Regions from separate parts of the Rattus norvegicus genome. Here region 2 is linked to region 1. A link is a contact called in public Hi-C data. All regions are on one chromosome and are shown on one strand. The core of a region is the stretch at or near the end of the contact, and the rest is flanking DNA. Distances in the headings are between cores, read along the strand shown. Region 1 overlaps Marchf6 (membrane associated ring-CH-type finger 6). Region 2 overlaps Cmbl (carboxymethylenebutenolidase homolog).

What was found. Hi-C and Micro-C count contacts between places; a contact is called where the count stands out from the background.
Region 2: a contact with region 1 is called in a Hi-C map of liver, with 4 times the contacts expected there. The contact joins two enhancer-like sites. A contact is called at or near these places in 5 of 12 Hi-C or Micro-C datasets (the A7r5 cell line, hepatocytes, kidney and 1 more).

The regions. Positions count from the first base shown.
Region 1 is chr2:84,218,426-84,226,049 of GRCr8, reverse strand. It overlaps Marchf6 (membrane associated ring-CH-type finger 6), which reads left to right. Exons shown (of 26, transcript NM_001305274.1): 2 at 4,612-4,708; 3 at 5,726-5,799. Among named protein-coding and RNA genes, the nearest start is that of Marchf6, 22 kb to the left of the region's middle. Within about 2 kb of position 3,094, at least 12 of the 93 cell types and tissues checked have an H3K27ac peak or open chromatin away from gene starts, as enhancers often do. A contact at or near this core is called in liver, where this site is marked.
Region 2 is chr2:84,292,246-84,299,869 of GRCr8, reverse strand. It overlaps Cmbl (carboxymethylenebutenolidase homolog), which reads right to left. Exons shown (of 6, transcript NM_001008770.3): 2 at 6,215-6,447; 3 at 3,683-3,790; 4 at 2,328-2,470. The coding sequence starts at 6,429. Among named protein-coding and RNA genes, the nearest start is that of Cmbl, 16 kb to the right of the region's middle. Within about 2 kb of position 3,944, at least 9 of the 93 cell types and tissues checked have an H3K27ac peak or open chromatin away from gene starts, as enhancers often do. A contact at or near this core is called in liver, where this site is marked.

The sequences.
Region 1 (7,624 bases), core at 1,845-4,344:
AACGAAATGGATGAGCAGTCTACAGTTACCTTCCTTTTTCCCTATAGATTTCGTCTGAGTGTGGGAGGCCCTTAATAATTTTACCAATATATTTGGAAAGGGTCATTACTATTATCTCTCTCTCTCTCTATCTCCCCCCCCCCTCCAAAGAGCCAAAAAATGTATCAGAACAATTACTAATGAGCAGTGGTTCTCAAACTTTAGAAAGTAAGAAAGGGAGAAAGAGAAAGCAAGCACCTACAAGTACATACATCCCTGCATCCCCTACATGTATGGAGGTCAGAGGATAACTTTCAGGAGTTGCTTGTTGAAACAGGGACTGCTGTGCTATGTGCTCCAGGATAGGTAGTCTGTGAGCTTCCAGGCTTTTGTCTGTCTCACCCATCTTGCTATACAGATGCAGGCAACTGCATGGAGCTTTTTACATGAGTTCTGGAGGTCATACTGCACTTGTCAGACTTAAATGAAGCATGCTTTTTACCTGCTCAGATATCTTCCTAGTCCTTGGCTCTCAAACTTTTGAGGTTTTAACATATGTTTATACTCTTAAAGACGTGTAAGAATTTTACTTGTTATATTAGAAAATAAAATGGAATCATTTAATTTAAATAGCATATTCATTCATTATGGTTTTATACATAACATACATACTATTTTTCATAAAACTGTATCTTTTGAGCTGGGTGTTGGTGGTGCAAGCCTTTAATCCCAGGACTTGGGAGGCAGAGGCAAGCAAGTCTCTTGAGTCGGAGGCCATCCTCACTTACAAAGTGAGTACCAGAACAGTCAGGCTACAAAGAGAAACCCTGACCTGAAAAACCAAAACAATTACAAAACCCACGCAAAGAAACTGTATCTTCTAAATCCTAAATCCTCCAATTTGGTTGAGAGAGAGAGAGAGAGAGAGAGAGAGAGAGAGAGAGAGAGAGAGAATGTGTGTGTGTGTGTGTGTGTGTGTGTGTGTGTGTGTGTGTGTGTGTGTCTGTGTCTGTGTCTGTGTCTGTCTGTGTCTGAGTCTGAGTCTGACTGACTGTTTTGGAACTTGTTATGTAGATTGTGGTTGTCCTTGAGTGCAGAGATCTACCAACCTTTGCTTCCCAAGTGCTAGAGTAAAGGAGTGTGGCACCAAGCCTAGTTTATATTTACAATTGTGTTTAATGTCTAGCTAATAGAACAACAGCTCTTTATTTTTTAATATGTGGCAGCATCCAATATGTTGTATCATGTGCTATCTGTAGATGCTACTGTAAGTTGGATGTGGTGATAAATTGGAGCATTTGGAGACTGTCACAGGAGAGCACTGAGTTCAAGGTTAACGTGGGCTACATAATGGGATCCTATCTTAAAAGAAAAGGAAAGAAAGACTAGAAAGAAACCTCTGTAAACTGGCTCATCAGTGAGTGAAGAGAGACTACTCAGGATTGTTAGAATGCAGTTCTGACCTTTCAGTCTTTGAATAAGGAAGGGACTCTACAAACTCTAAGGATCCAGGTCTCTGCTACACATTAGTGTTATGTTAAGAGCTTTGGGGATTGAGTTTAAGTTGGTTTGTCTGTGCATGACACTGTGTTCGTTGGTTTGTCTCTGAGTTGAATGGAGGCCTTCTGAAAAACATCAGTGTCCTCTCCAAGTGTGTATTGGACCCCCTAAGATTTCCCTACCTCAGTCCTCCCTTGTTCACAGGCTCCTTTCTATACAGATTAACACCCATGGAGTTTGCCATTGCCTTGGTCCCAGTGCTGCTTTCTCAGCTCACACAGAGCTGAGTTGCCTTGGACCAGTCAGCTATGCCTATGTGTTTTCTCATTCATCCTTGTACTTGTATCTTGCTGACTACAGTGTACTAGTAAGTTCCATTTTTGTTTGCCCTTTCTCAATTCATACTTAGTAGCTGACCAGTTACTATGTCCCTCCCTGGAGGGTGAATAATGTGACAACCCCATTTGTGTGAGCCTGTGTTACTGCTGTCTTTCTTTGAATCATTTTCTGATAGAGCATTCTCAAAGGAGGCTGTTGATACAGGTTACCATACCCAGGGCTGTTCCATCTCTATTAACATCATCCTGTCTACTTTGCTGATCTACAGTAATGAATAATTGTGTCAGTACTCAGTATGGTGGTGACATTGGGCAGCATTTATCTCCTGCCTGGGTAACTAGTAATTTATCCACGATACTTATCTGCATCCATGGTGCTAGAGGCTCTGGTACTTGAAGATAACATGGATCAGCTGCAAGCACCATTGCGTTTGTCACCTTTATGTGTTGGTTGCACTGTCTACTGTGGCAGTGACTAACCTGGAATCCAAGTGATGGGGAATCTTCATTCACTTCACAGAGAGGGGCATGCTAAACTGCTATCAGAGGAGGGCAGGGGCATACATATCACTAACTCCAAGCAGGAAAGGGGGCGGTGAGTGGAACCTCAGTGAACTCTACCACAGAGACTGAGCTCTGAGATAGCTCTTTTGTGGGCAGGGGAATGTGACTTTTCCATTTAGGTAAAGAGACTTATATGGTTGCTTGGTAACCAGGGAGAGTAGTGTACTAACCAATTAGGTTTTCCTGATGATTCAGTGTCCCTCAGCTTGGATAAATGGCATTCTGTCGCTCAAGAAAGAGCAACCGGAAAGTCTGTGATGATACCAAGTGTTTGGGATGGTGCAGCATAGTCCTCAACTTGTGTGCTTTAATCCAGGGGATACCACGGGCCCTTTCTCAGTTCATTAGTGAAGCCCGAATCATCAGGGTTGCCATTTTTTCCATTGAGTGTGGAATTTCCTGTAAGAGAGCAAGTCCGAAACAAACATTATGCCTTTGTCCCTTTTGCACATTGACTGTTGCCCTGGGATTATTTGTCACTTGGCTGTGAGGGTCAGCCGAGAAAATAGTCTTAAGTAATAGCAATAGTCAAATTTCAGAATGAGGCACTGAACAGGAGAATGTTAGGAGAAATGAACAAGAGAGCACAAAAGATCTCTTGAGGTTTTCTTCTGTGTTGCTTGCTGGCCACAGCAGATGGGAGGGCAGAGGATGTGTGTGCCTAGAGCCCTTTGGTGCTGGGTCAGGGAGTGCGTTCCATAGTTGCTGACTCCTCAGCCCTGGGCTTCTGTAGCTTCTGCTTAAAGAAGCTTCCTGTTCCTCATCTGGTAGGAGTCTGCAAGGTCCTGAGGTGCTGTCCCCAAATCCTAAGTGTGTGTGGACGTACATGCTTGGAAGGGGAATCTACTGTGGTTTCTTCTACTGTTTCCATCTTATGTCCTCAGATAGGATTTTAAAAAATATTATCTTTAAAATTATATTTCTTTTTTATCTCAATGGGTATTTTGCCTGCATGTGCCCTGCCCATGGGGGCCAGAAGAGGGCATCTGGTCCCCTGAAATTAGAGTTACAGGCATTTGTAAGCCACCAAATGGGTGCTAGGAATCAAATCTAAGTCCTTTGGTATAGCATCCAGTCCCCTGAAGCATCTCTCTAGATCCCTGAACATTTTTAGAGATAATCTTATTTAGAAAAATACATTTTAGGTTGGCATACAAAGCAGTGAGCTTCATTCTGGCATTTTCATTTATGTCATATTTTGTTCTCATTTTTCCTTCCCTCAGATGTTTTTGTGTTGCTTAAACCCTTAGAACTGAATTTAGACTTTAAAAGTTACACCGTTTGGACACTATTATTTGTGGCTATGATTCTTCTACTTATTTGATTGTTACAGGAAAATGCAAATGTGGATAAATTAAATGTGTTTTTTAATTTTCAATTTAATTTACAGACCTTTCTAAGGAACAACTTGTTTTAATCCATTTTGAAGGAATATACGTAAATTCAGATGCATCCTTTTTTTTTTTTCTACATTTTTCTTTCTTTTTTTTTTTTTTGGTTATCTTTATTAACTTGAGTATTTCTTACTTACATATCCATTGTTATTCCCTTTCCCGGTTTCCGGGCCAACATTCCCCCCCACTACCGCCCTCCCCCCCAACAAACACGTTCACTGGGAGTTCAGTCTTGGCAGGACCAAGGGCTTCCCCTTCCACTGGTGCTCTTACTAGGCTATTCATTGCTACTTATGAGGTTGGAGCCCAGGGTCAGTCCATGTATAGTCTTTGGGTAGTTGCTTAGTCCCTGGAAGCTCCAGTTGGTTGGCATTGTTGTTCATATGGGGTCTTGAGCCCCTTCAAGCTCTTCCAGTCCTTTCTCTGATTCCTTCAACGGGGATCCCGTTCTCAGTTCAGTGGTTTGCTGCTGGCATTCGCCTCTGTATTTGCTGTATTCTGGCTGTGTCTCTCAGGAGAGATCTACATCCAGTTCCTGTCGGCCTGCACTTCTTTGCTTCATCCATCTTATCTAATTGGGTGGCTTGTATATGTATGGGCCACATGTGGGACAGGTTCTGAATGGGTGTTCCTTCTGCCTCTGTTTTAAACTTTGCCTCCCTATTCCCTGCCAAGGGTTCAGATGCATCCTTAACTATAAGGTTTATCATAATTTTCAGCTCTCCTTCATTTAATGCGATGAATTTTACCTTTAGCACAAAATATTCTGGTTTTGTTGGTCTGTTTTATATAAAAGCCATACCCAAAGGTAATCCCATTTTTTTCTCTGTTATCAGATATATGTAGAGTGTGTCGGTCAGAAGGAACACCTGAGAAACCTCTTTACCATCCTTGTGTATGTACTGGCAGTATTAAGTTTATTCATCAAGAATGGTAAGTCATTTGGAAAATCGTATAATTCTTAAATTCAATTTTGTTCTCTATAATAAGAACAATCATTTCCGTGAACTTGCCCTATATCACTATTTTTGAAAACTTTTGTTATATACGTTTAAAGTTTCAAAAGAAATTATTCATAGTTTAATACCTGGCATGTTATTTTGGTATATTGTGGATATGCTAATGATAGTCTCTTGTTTATTTCTAGCATGGGAACTTGTTTTGTTCATGGGAATAATTATGCTTTCCTGGTTTTGAGTGGCATAATAGCTTATATTAATTAAGTACTCTGACAAGAACTGTCTTTGATGCTATACATGTCTATTTTTTTAAAATGTATTTACTTGTGTATTTTATATATACGAGCACTCTATTTGCTTGTATGCCTGTGGGACAGATGATGGAATTTGACAGAAGAGGGCATCAGATCCCATTACAGAGGTTGTGAGCTACCATGTGGTAGCTGGGAGTTGAACTCAGGACCTTTGGAAGAGTAGCCAGTGACCTTAACTGTTGAGCCATCTCACCAATCCCCGCTTTATACATCCGAACTCACTCTTTGCAAGAAAAGTCCCAACGTCATTATGTGGCTGAAGGAGCAGAGCATAGAGAAAAGGAAGGGCCTGTCTAAGGCGCATGCTTGCTTGGGCAGGGCGGGAGGGAATTCAGACCTGCTCACTAGCTGGCTGTGAGCACTGTGAGGCCAAGATCAAAGCTCATCTTGACCCCTGGGTTATTTAGTATTATTCAGTATTCAGTTAGCTCGGAAGAGATTAGAATTTAGGTTAATTAAATCTTTTTATTACTACAACACATACTGGTTTTGTATTTATCTGTTTTTAAGTTTTATACTCTTAGACAGGACATATAAAAAGTTAAAATATGCCATATTTGAAATCTTGAAAACTACAAAAGTTCCGTAATACAAAAAACTTAATAACATGAGTTTTCAATGAAACTGATGTTGCTATGTTTTAAACACTGTATTTATGAATATATTTGTAATTGCAGCCTAGTTCAGTGGTTGAAACATAGTCGGAAAGAATACTGTGAATTATGCAAGCACAGATTTGCTTTCACACCAAGTAAGTTTGTTTGAAATTTTCACTACAGTTTTCTCTTTATTTCTGGCAACAAAAGGTGTTTAAAGAGTTTGAAAGCAATAATTTTCAACTTCATTGTCTTTGATAGTAATAGAAATAACCCGTTCCGCTTAGAAGGCTATTTTAAGAAATATTATGCTTTATAGGCTTTTTTTTTTTTTATATAGGTTTTGTTTTCTTTTTGTTTTTGCTTAGTCGCAGACAAGCTTGAACATCTACAGAGGTGTCTAGTGAGTGCTTGTGAGTGCATTTGGTTTTTAACTCATGGCCTATCTCATTTTGTCTGTACGCTCATGTTTACTGTATTCTGTCTATCCTTTTAAAAAGAAATACTGTCAGTTTTAACTTTATCTATTCATTTTCAGTATGTGTCACTAAAACATTCCTTTTATGAGTCATTATTTCCCTGCAGAAACAATGATGTCTTGACTTCCTCAGATCTAGCGTATTCAGTTTGATCTTCCTTCTGAGTTAAAACTGGGATATTAAATTTTTAGTAGTAGGGTGGGGAGGGGAACACCCATAAGGAAGGGGAGGGGGGAGGGGGATGTTTGCCCGGAAACCGGGAAAGGGAATACCACTCGAAATGTATATAAGAAATACTCAAGTTAATAAAAAAAAAAAATTTAGTAGTAAAGAGAAGTCTTAGAGCGTGTTTTTTTCCTATATGAAACCAACTTTTTTTTTTTTTTCTATTCTTTTTTTCGGAGCTGGGGACCGAACCCAGGGCCTACCACTGAGCTAAATCCCCAACCCCTGAAACCAACTTTTAAAAATGTATGTGCATGTGTGTTTGGCTGTCTGGGTGCATATGTATGTGTGTGCGTGAAGGGGCACATATGTTGCATATATGTGTATGTGCCAGAGGTGGAATGGGGGTCCTTTTTTGAACCTTGTGTGACAGTCCGGGGCTGTCCTGGAACTCACTCTGTAGAACAGGTCGGGCTCAAACTCAGAGATCCACCTGCTTCTGCCTTTGGTGAGTGCTGGGATTAAAGGCATATGTCACCATGCCATGCTGGGGTGTCTTTGATTTCACTGCCTTCTAACATACATTATGGAATCTCATATGAATTCACAACTCCTCACCTCAGCAAGTGTGGCCCTGGGATCTGCTGTCCCCACCTTTTGGGCACTGGAATTGAGGCAGGCCATGGCTTCCATGCCTGCCAGCCTTGCATGGATGCTGGAGATCCTCACTCTGATCTTCATGCTTGTGTGCTTCTTCCCAGCCCCAGGAAACTACCTTTTGAGTCCGTCTTTTTGTAAGGCTAGAAGAAATATTTTTCAGATGTCTAAAATTTTAATTATAATACTTGTGCCTATTGATTCTATTGTGACTATTATATCAAACAGGACTGTATTGGCAAATTATTAAAAAATGGAAGCACAGTTTTTCATGCTGGGATCCAAGTACATTGCACCTTTCTTTTGTGTGTGTGTTTTACTTTTTTTTTTTTTTTAAAGATTTATTTATTTATTATATATAAGTACACTGTAGCTGTCTTCAGATACACCAGAAGAGGGCATCAGATCTCATTACAGATGGTTGTGAGCCACCATGTGGTTGCTGGGAATTGAACTCATGACCTCTGGAAGAGCAGTCGGGTGCTCTTAACCGCTGAGCCCTCTCTCCAGCCCGTGTTTTACTTTTTAAGATCCTTGTGCTGCTTAGTACAAATATTGTAACTTATCATTGGTTTTACTTGATATCTGACAAGCATAGATGACCAAAGTTACTGCATTTTGTTTACTCATTGCCAGCAGAAAGGTTACATGCATTCTTTCATAGTCTTTAATTTTCTCT
Region 2 (7,624 bases), core at 2,695-5,194, 73 kb before region 1:
CAGGTATTCTTAATTCTTCATTTTGCCATAGGGTCTCACTGAGCCCAGAGCTCGGGGATTTCTATAGACCAGTGAGCTTGAAGAACCCATCTGTCTCCACCTGCCCAGTCCTGAGGTGGCAGACATGTGCAAAACCCACAACCCATCCCCCAAGCAGGTTTTTATGCAGATGCTAGGGATCACAACTCAGGTCTCCATGGATATGTGGCCAACACTTTATTGCCTTAACTATCTCCCCAGCTGTTTTTATTTTTAGCAATCCCACAGAAGCCTGGCCTATGGATTCTGTAAAAGTGCAACTGATTTAGCCAGGTCTTTCTACTCTGCATCCTGTTCAGCAGGAACCAGACCAATAAACTTGGTGCTGTTCTCTCTTGAGATGGCTTATACATCAGGTCATAATTTTCAAACCACCACTCTAGAATTTTCTACACAGGTCCCACATGTTCAGTGAACTGGACAGTTACATGAACAACAGCCATTGGACCAAGTTATTCAAACAAGACCCCAGAGACACAGGGAAGGTCTGCTCTACAGGTTATTGTATAAATTGTATTCTTCATGGACTGGACATCCTAAAGGTTAATTTGTGCAAAATATTGCTCTGCCAGGCTCAGGACAACCCACTGGTGCGCTTGGTTGGAAAAAAGCAAGTCCAGGTTGGGAGAATGAACAGGAAAGGACTAGTGAGATAGCTCACTTGCCACACAAGCCTAGGAACCTGCGATTGATCCCAGAATCCACATCAAGTTGTTCTCTGACTTCCACACAGGCATTGTAATGCACATGCACACATCATGCACGCATACACATAGGGATTTTTTAAAAGATGAAAGGAAAAACAACCTTTTCCCTGCTTCCTGCCACTGTGAGAGCAAAGCTAGGTAATACACAGTGTGTCTCCACTCTGTGTCTCCTCTTCAGAAAACAGCAAGCCACAGGCAGGATGGCAGTGCTCCCTGTACAACTCTGACAAAGCCAGGTCTGGACATTCCATAGATGTCTCTTACCCAGTTCCTGCCATAACCTGCCACTCACGTGCTGTACAACAGCAGCCAGCAGGTGGCGCCAAAAGGCATGCGTCTGGACCAACTTTTAATTCACCCAGAGATACTGTTGGCCTGAAAATTGGCTAGCCTCATACTAGTGATTTATTGCATTTGTTTGGTTGTGTGAGACTAGCTCTAATTATGTAGCTCGTGCTAGCCAGAAAATTTCAATCTTCCTGCTTCAGCCTCCCAAGTACTGGGGTTTCAAGAGTGTGTACATTCCTCACTTCTATTTCCTTTTGTGTAAGAAAATATTTTAGGGGTTGGGGATTTAGCTCAGTGGTAGAGCGCTTGCCTAGGAAGCGCAAGGCCCTGGGTTCGGTCCCCAGCTCCGAAAAAAAGAAAATATTTTATTTTTTTCCTTAGTGCTAATAGAAGATGAAATGCCATCTCAAGGAGTTCAAGCACCAGATTAAAAACAGCTTGTGAATGTGTAACTTTGAAATAGCAGTCAACTTTCTTATATTTGTTCTTGACATATTTTAATCTGGATGCTTTTAAATTGTACATTCAGTGTGCTTTCTGTCAACAGATAAAGGGTTCTTATCTCATAGTTCAAATAAGTTTTCTTTTGGCTAAAATGTAAATGTTGGGGCTAAAGCGATGGTTTATGAGGTAGGAGTACTGGCGCCTCTTCCAGAAGACCCAGATCAATTCCCAGCACCCACATGGTGATTCAAAATCATAACCACAGAAGGAATCTGACCACCTCTTCTGGCCTCTCTAACCACTAGGCACACGTGGGCATAGACATGCATGCAGGCAACATGCCCATACAATTTTTTAAAATCTGCTAATTTAAAAGAGAGTTAAAAGTTGCTGTTTGTACTGTTTGCTTTCTCGTGTGTGTGTGTGTGTGTGTGTGTGTGTGTGTGTGTGTGTGTGTGTGTACGCGCACAGATTTGCTGTTGCACAAGCACATAGATACATGAGAGGTCAGAAGACAACCTTGGATGTGTTCCTGGGGAGCCTTTCCACCTAGATTTTTGAGACAGGATCTAGAACTTATCAAGTAGGCTAGGCAAAGTGCCCAGTAAAGCCAAAAATAACACCTGTCTCCCTTAATATGAGTTCTGGGGACCAAATTCAGCATCTCATGCTTGCAAGCAAGACAAGAACAGTACTGACAGAGCCATCTTCCCCAGCTCTATTTTTAGATTCTGAAAACCATGCTAAGCTGGTTTACCTCACGCCATCGGGTTTTGTATTGCAGCTCGTGGGAGAAGCCTGTCACTCAACCATCCTGCTTTCCCTGAGTAAAACGTGCTAGGCACTTACCATAGACAGACACCCCCGCTCTGACTTCTGGATATGTCGTCATCACGTGGTGCACCACAATACCCCCCCAGCAGAAGCCCACAATGCCAATCTTCTGGGCATGACACTGTTGTTTCAGATACCTCAAGACAGCATCAACCTCTCTAGAACAGAAAAAAAAGGCATCACAGACAGAGCTGACAAGGCTGACCCTCAGGGTTGCTGAAACTGCAATGTCTCAGTGAATAGTACTCAATGTTTGAGATTTCTTTGGTGGTGAGAACCAGAAATCCTAGAAAGAAGCTGAGACTTGAAGGCTGACTGACTGCTTAAAACTCAGTGGCTGTAAAAAGCTTGGGAAGTTGCAGGTCTAGAGCCTGATCCTGAGCTACCTTTAGCCTATTAGTGAGGCATTCTTTGTCCACCTCTGTATTGACTCTAACTCCTGTAACTAGCAGATAAAGTTGAACCTAACATCCTGATAAGTACATAAGAGGAAAGAAAACCTTTGGAATATATCAACTCAACAAAACCGCATACTCCACCAATCAAAGAGCTAAGAATGCTACCAGATATCATCTGGGTCCTACAGCTGAGATTTCTCTACTAGCTATAACTGCCTAATTAATGTGTCCACCAATGTATTTGGAAAGTGTCTTGATTTGGAATCTACCTTTGTTCTGTTACTATTAAAACAAACAACAACAAAAAAAAATCTTCATGATACTGCTTTCATGGTGGAATGTAGAATTTGGAGTGAACTAAATCTCTGTGGCTTATATTGGGCCAATCAGAGAAGAGCAGTCTCCTCATCAGAATGATGGGTTTTCAGGATAGACTACAGAATCAATGAGGATGGGGGAGGGGGTGATGCTCTCAGGTTGCTCAGAGAGAGGCGATGGGCCTTCCTGAGCATGAAGCCAGCATACAGGAAGTGAAGCTAAGCTGTGATGAACAAATGAGAGCAGGATCGATTCCTGCTTGAACCCCAAACTACTTTCTTTGGGTCTATAGACCAATAGCTCTTTTAACTGCTGATCCACTTGGGATAGGTGTTCTATCTATCACTTGCAACCAAGCACCTAGGTGGATACAGGCAGGACTTTGAGTTCATGATTTCTAAGGGAAGTGAGCAGGTATGCTCACCAGGGCAGTGTGGCAAGTAATACATGTCAGCCTCTATCCTCAGCCCATATAGTGTGGTGGACCAAAACTCTTTCCCATAATGCTGTTGGAAGGACTCTGTCTAGAGCCAAGTGAAGTCATGCAGGGGGGAGGAGGAGAGGGGAGGGAGGGAAGAAATCCAATGAAGCTCAGCTTGTCTGTCCCTTCCCTGGGCTACAATAAATATAAAACCAAGCCTCTTGAAAACTTACCGGTTGATTTTTCTGGCATTTCTTGATTTCAACCACTCAGGGAAGGTGGACCAATCACCAGCCGGGTCCCATGGCTCTTGACCCACAAAGAAGTCTGGGACAATAGTTCTGTAAAATATGGGCATGAATCAACCTTTGAGTCACCTGGACTCAATGTCCTGGTTTATTAAATGCCTCGTCGGGTTGCCAATTCTAGGCAGAGGGAAGGAAAATCCTTGGCCACGAAGGCCACCCTTTATTGCAACAGAGATCATCTGCTGCGGGCCAGATTGCCTCAGATTCCACAACTACAAGTACACAGCTTCCAGCAGTTTGGTGTGACCCTGCTCTAGCAAGTGAGAGGGCCATTAGCAGGGATACTTCTCAAGAGCTATTCCAGTGCAGAAGGAAGGAAAACTGGACCTATGGGCAAAGGGTGTGTCCTGCCAAAGGTCCTTCCTGCCTCGATAGAGTTAGTTGATCCTCTCAGCCAGCCCAGGACTCTCAATGATCGCCAGTCACTGTGATAGAGTCATACTGCCCCAGACTCTGCACAGGCTGCCAGACAGTCTCCTGCCCCACGAGTAAGGTCCACAGCAGGTTCTAGAACAGGCAATGAGAAGAGTAAACAAAGTGAAGGCTAACATCTGAGGCTGTCCTCTGACTTCTAAATGCTCACAGTGGTGAGCATGAACCTTCAGTCAGACACACACATATATATCATTGTGTACACATACAAGTCATATGAAGGATCAAATAATACATCGCCCAGCCATAGGCAACTCAGAGTTGGGAAATCATGGACATTACTAATACTAGTTACTTTACATACCCTCAAGCAATCTGAGACTGGGCAGTGTAGCAGAGGGCCTGGTCCCTGAAACACAGCTGCAGGTAACTCTCTACCTTGGGAGACTGTGGCCCTAGCTCAATCCTGAGTTGGCTTCTAGAAGAACCATGGACTCCAATTCGCAATCCTGCCTCTCTCCTCCCAAGACAAGCCCCTCTGCTGTACAGGTAGGCAGAGCACTACAGCCTGGGTCTGACAGGCCAAGTTGAAGTCTTAGTACCACCTTGTACTGTAGAGAGAACTTGACAAGTAACTGGCCACTTTTATCCCTCACACTTTTAAAATATGTGTTTACTTTTATGAGTGTTTATCTGCATGTATTGTGTGTACTACGTACATACCGGGTGCCTGCTGAATCCAGAAGGTGGGTCAAATCCCCTGTACTTAGTTACATGTGGTTGTGAGCTGCCATGTGTGTTGTCTGAACCAAACCTGGGTTGTCTGCCAAGTCATGGAGTATTTGTAACTACTGAGCCATCTCTCTAGCCTCTGGGCTCCCATTCTTGACCAGACAGACAGAAGTGTGGACCATCTAGGCTCAGATGGCTTGAGGATAAGTAAATGAGTATCATGAATGGGTCAGAGCCTTGGAAGGCCTAGTTAGTTCTCTGCTTGTGCTATATATCCTCCCTGTACCTAAGGACTCTCCTACGACAACAGGCATTGTCCCATTCAAGCAGCCGCTTACTGTTCACCCAGAGCAACTGAGAACCTCTGGCTTCATGCCTTGACTTCCCAATCTGCAATATGGGGACAGTAATATTCATCCCTCCCAGGGCTGCTGGAAGAGTGTGGTTCCTGTCCATGTTAGCTATTATAGGTTTACTTAGAGGTTTCCCCAGAAAATGTCCCACTTTCCCCAAAGACGTCTTCTCATGCATTGATAGGTTCTAATCTCAGTGGGGGAAAGAAGATGGGCTTGCCCTAGACTTCCAGCTTTCTTTGGACTAGGAACTCAAGTTTCTATAATAATAAGCTGCCTCACCCATGCAAAAGTCAGTGCTATGCGAGTGAACTGAGTGGGATGTCATCACTGTGGAGAGTTTGGAATGCTGCAGGTCCAGGACTCAGTTCTCTTGGGGTGTCTTCATCCCTCATAATCTGTTCATGACCACTCTGCGTTTGACCTACCTAACGCCTCCTGGCTATCACCTAAATCCTTTGGAATGCACTAACAGAGCAGTAGTATCCACCAACGTAAGAGCTAAGACTGTCATCAGCTGTCACGTGACACCTACAGCAGCAGGTTTCGATGACACTCATCTACTCTACCTGACTTTCTTTCGTTCTGAGTCACTGTCCCAGCAGACCTGTGAAAATCACCCCGAGGCTGGGATTCCTCAAGGTCCACAGGTGAGTGTGCATAGGGGTGCTGCCCTGTGCCTGGATGGAGCCCTTCACGGGGAGAGGACCCTCGGTTCAGCATGTCTGCAGGGCTGGGTACCCTGGGGACTTGATGTCCTGGGATTCTGTTGGGAAGAGTTGGCTCTACAAGGTTAGAGTTAAATCTCAAAGGACAGTTCCCACTTCCCATCACTGATCACCAAGGCTATGATAGATTATATAAATAAGAATATAACTCAAGCCACTTTGGGTTTTGGGTTTTTTTGTTGTTGTTGTTGTTTTTTTTTCTTTCTGAAGTGAACAAAACAGACCACAGAAATTCACATAAACTTAAACAAAGAATAGAACTTCATACGTACGTGTATCCATTTCCAGCAATCATGTCAGCCATATACCTGGTGTTGGACAGCTGCCAGCCAAATATATCCTGGACAACAATCACAGCTTTGCCTGCATCCACAGGGGACCGGGTGACATATGCCTTGATGTGCTCAACCTGAACTTCCTGGCCCATGCCACCATAGTCTAGCCTGTGACCAATGTCACATGGGCAAGGGTTAGCTTCGTTAGCCATTGGGGTCTTGACGTCAGGCTACAGAGGGAATGAAATATTCATCACATGCTGAGTGGTTCATATCTAAGTGGTTCATAATCTGTGCTAAATAAACTATAAATAAACTCAGTAGTGTGGTGGCTAAGGTCAGTCAAACTGGAAATGTAGCTCTGTTGCTAGAGCACTCACCTCGTATGCCTGAAGCCTGGAATTAGATCCCTAGCACTTCATAAACCAGGTGTGGCGGTGCACACCTGTAAAACCAATGAAGTCAGGCAAGCATAGGGAATAGTTTAGCAACTTAGGACTCCACTTGGGTTGAGCTCTGCATATACCTCTCTCTCTCTCTCTCTCTCTCTTTAAAAAGATTTTTATTTATCTTATTATGTATAATAATAATACAATAGTACACACAAGAAGAGGGTATCTGATCCCATTACAGATGTTGTGAGCCATGTGGTTGCTGGGAATTGAACTCAGGACCTCTGGAAGAGCAGCCAGTGCTCTTAACCACTGAACCATCTCTCCAATCCCACACTCTCTTCTAATGACATACCTAGCAGCCTAGAAACCTTACCTGTAGATACTATGCATGCATACCCTCTCTGAACAATGCCCATAGCAACCTGTTAACACCTAGGACTCCCTTGGCATCAAACTATATATGCAACTCCTCAGAACAATGGAATATGTTTCCCCTCTCCTTAACAATCATCAAACTTCGAGTCTAGTCAATCATGCTCCAGTTGTGTTACAGTAGGAGGGGATGACCTGGTTTCAACTGGTTTGGGCGGGGGGAACGTTTGCAGTAAGGAAAACTGTATCCTCTAAATGAACTTAGAGAGAATCTTCTCTCTGACCTCTTGTGCCTATTCATGATTGAGCATACATGTAATTAAATCGGGAGCATTATGGGGAGGGACTTGCACAGTAAAGAAAAGATTATACAGCTTAATAGAGAAACTACAACAAAACAAACAAAAACAAAACACGGTTGCACAATCTTATCACTTGGGAGGCAGGGTAGGCAGATCTCTGCAAGTTCGAGGCCAGCCTGATCTACAAGGTTCTAGAAACAGCAAGTGCAATGCGATAAGACTCTGTTTCCAAAACAAAACACAAAATGAAAACCACCCAAACCATCCCCCTATTAACCAACCCCCCCCCCTTCTCGAACTCCACAAACAGAAGGCCCAAGCCGTAATCAGAACTCTGA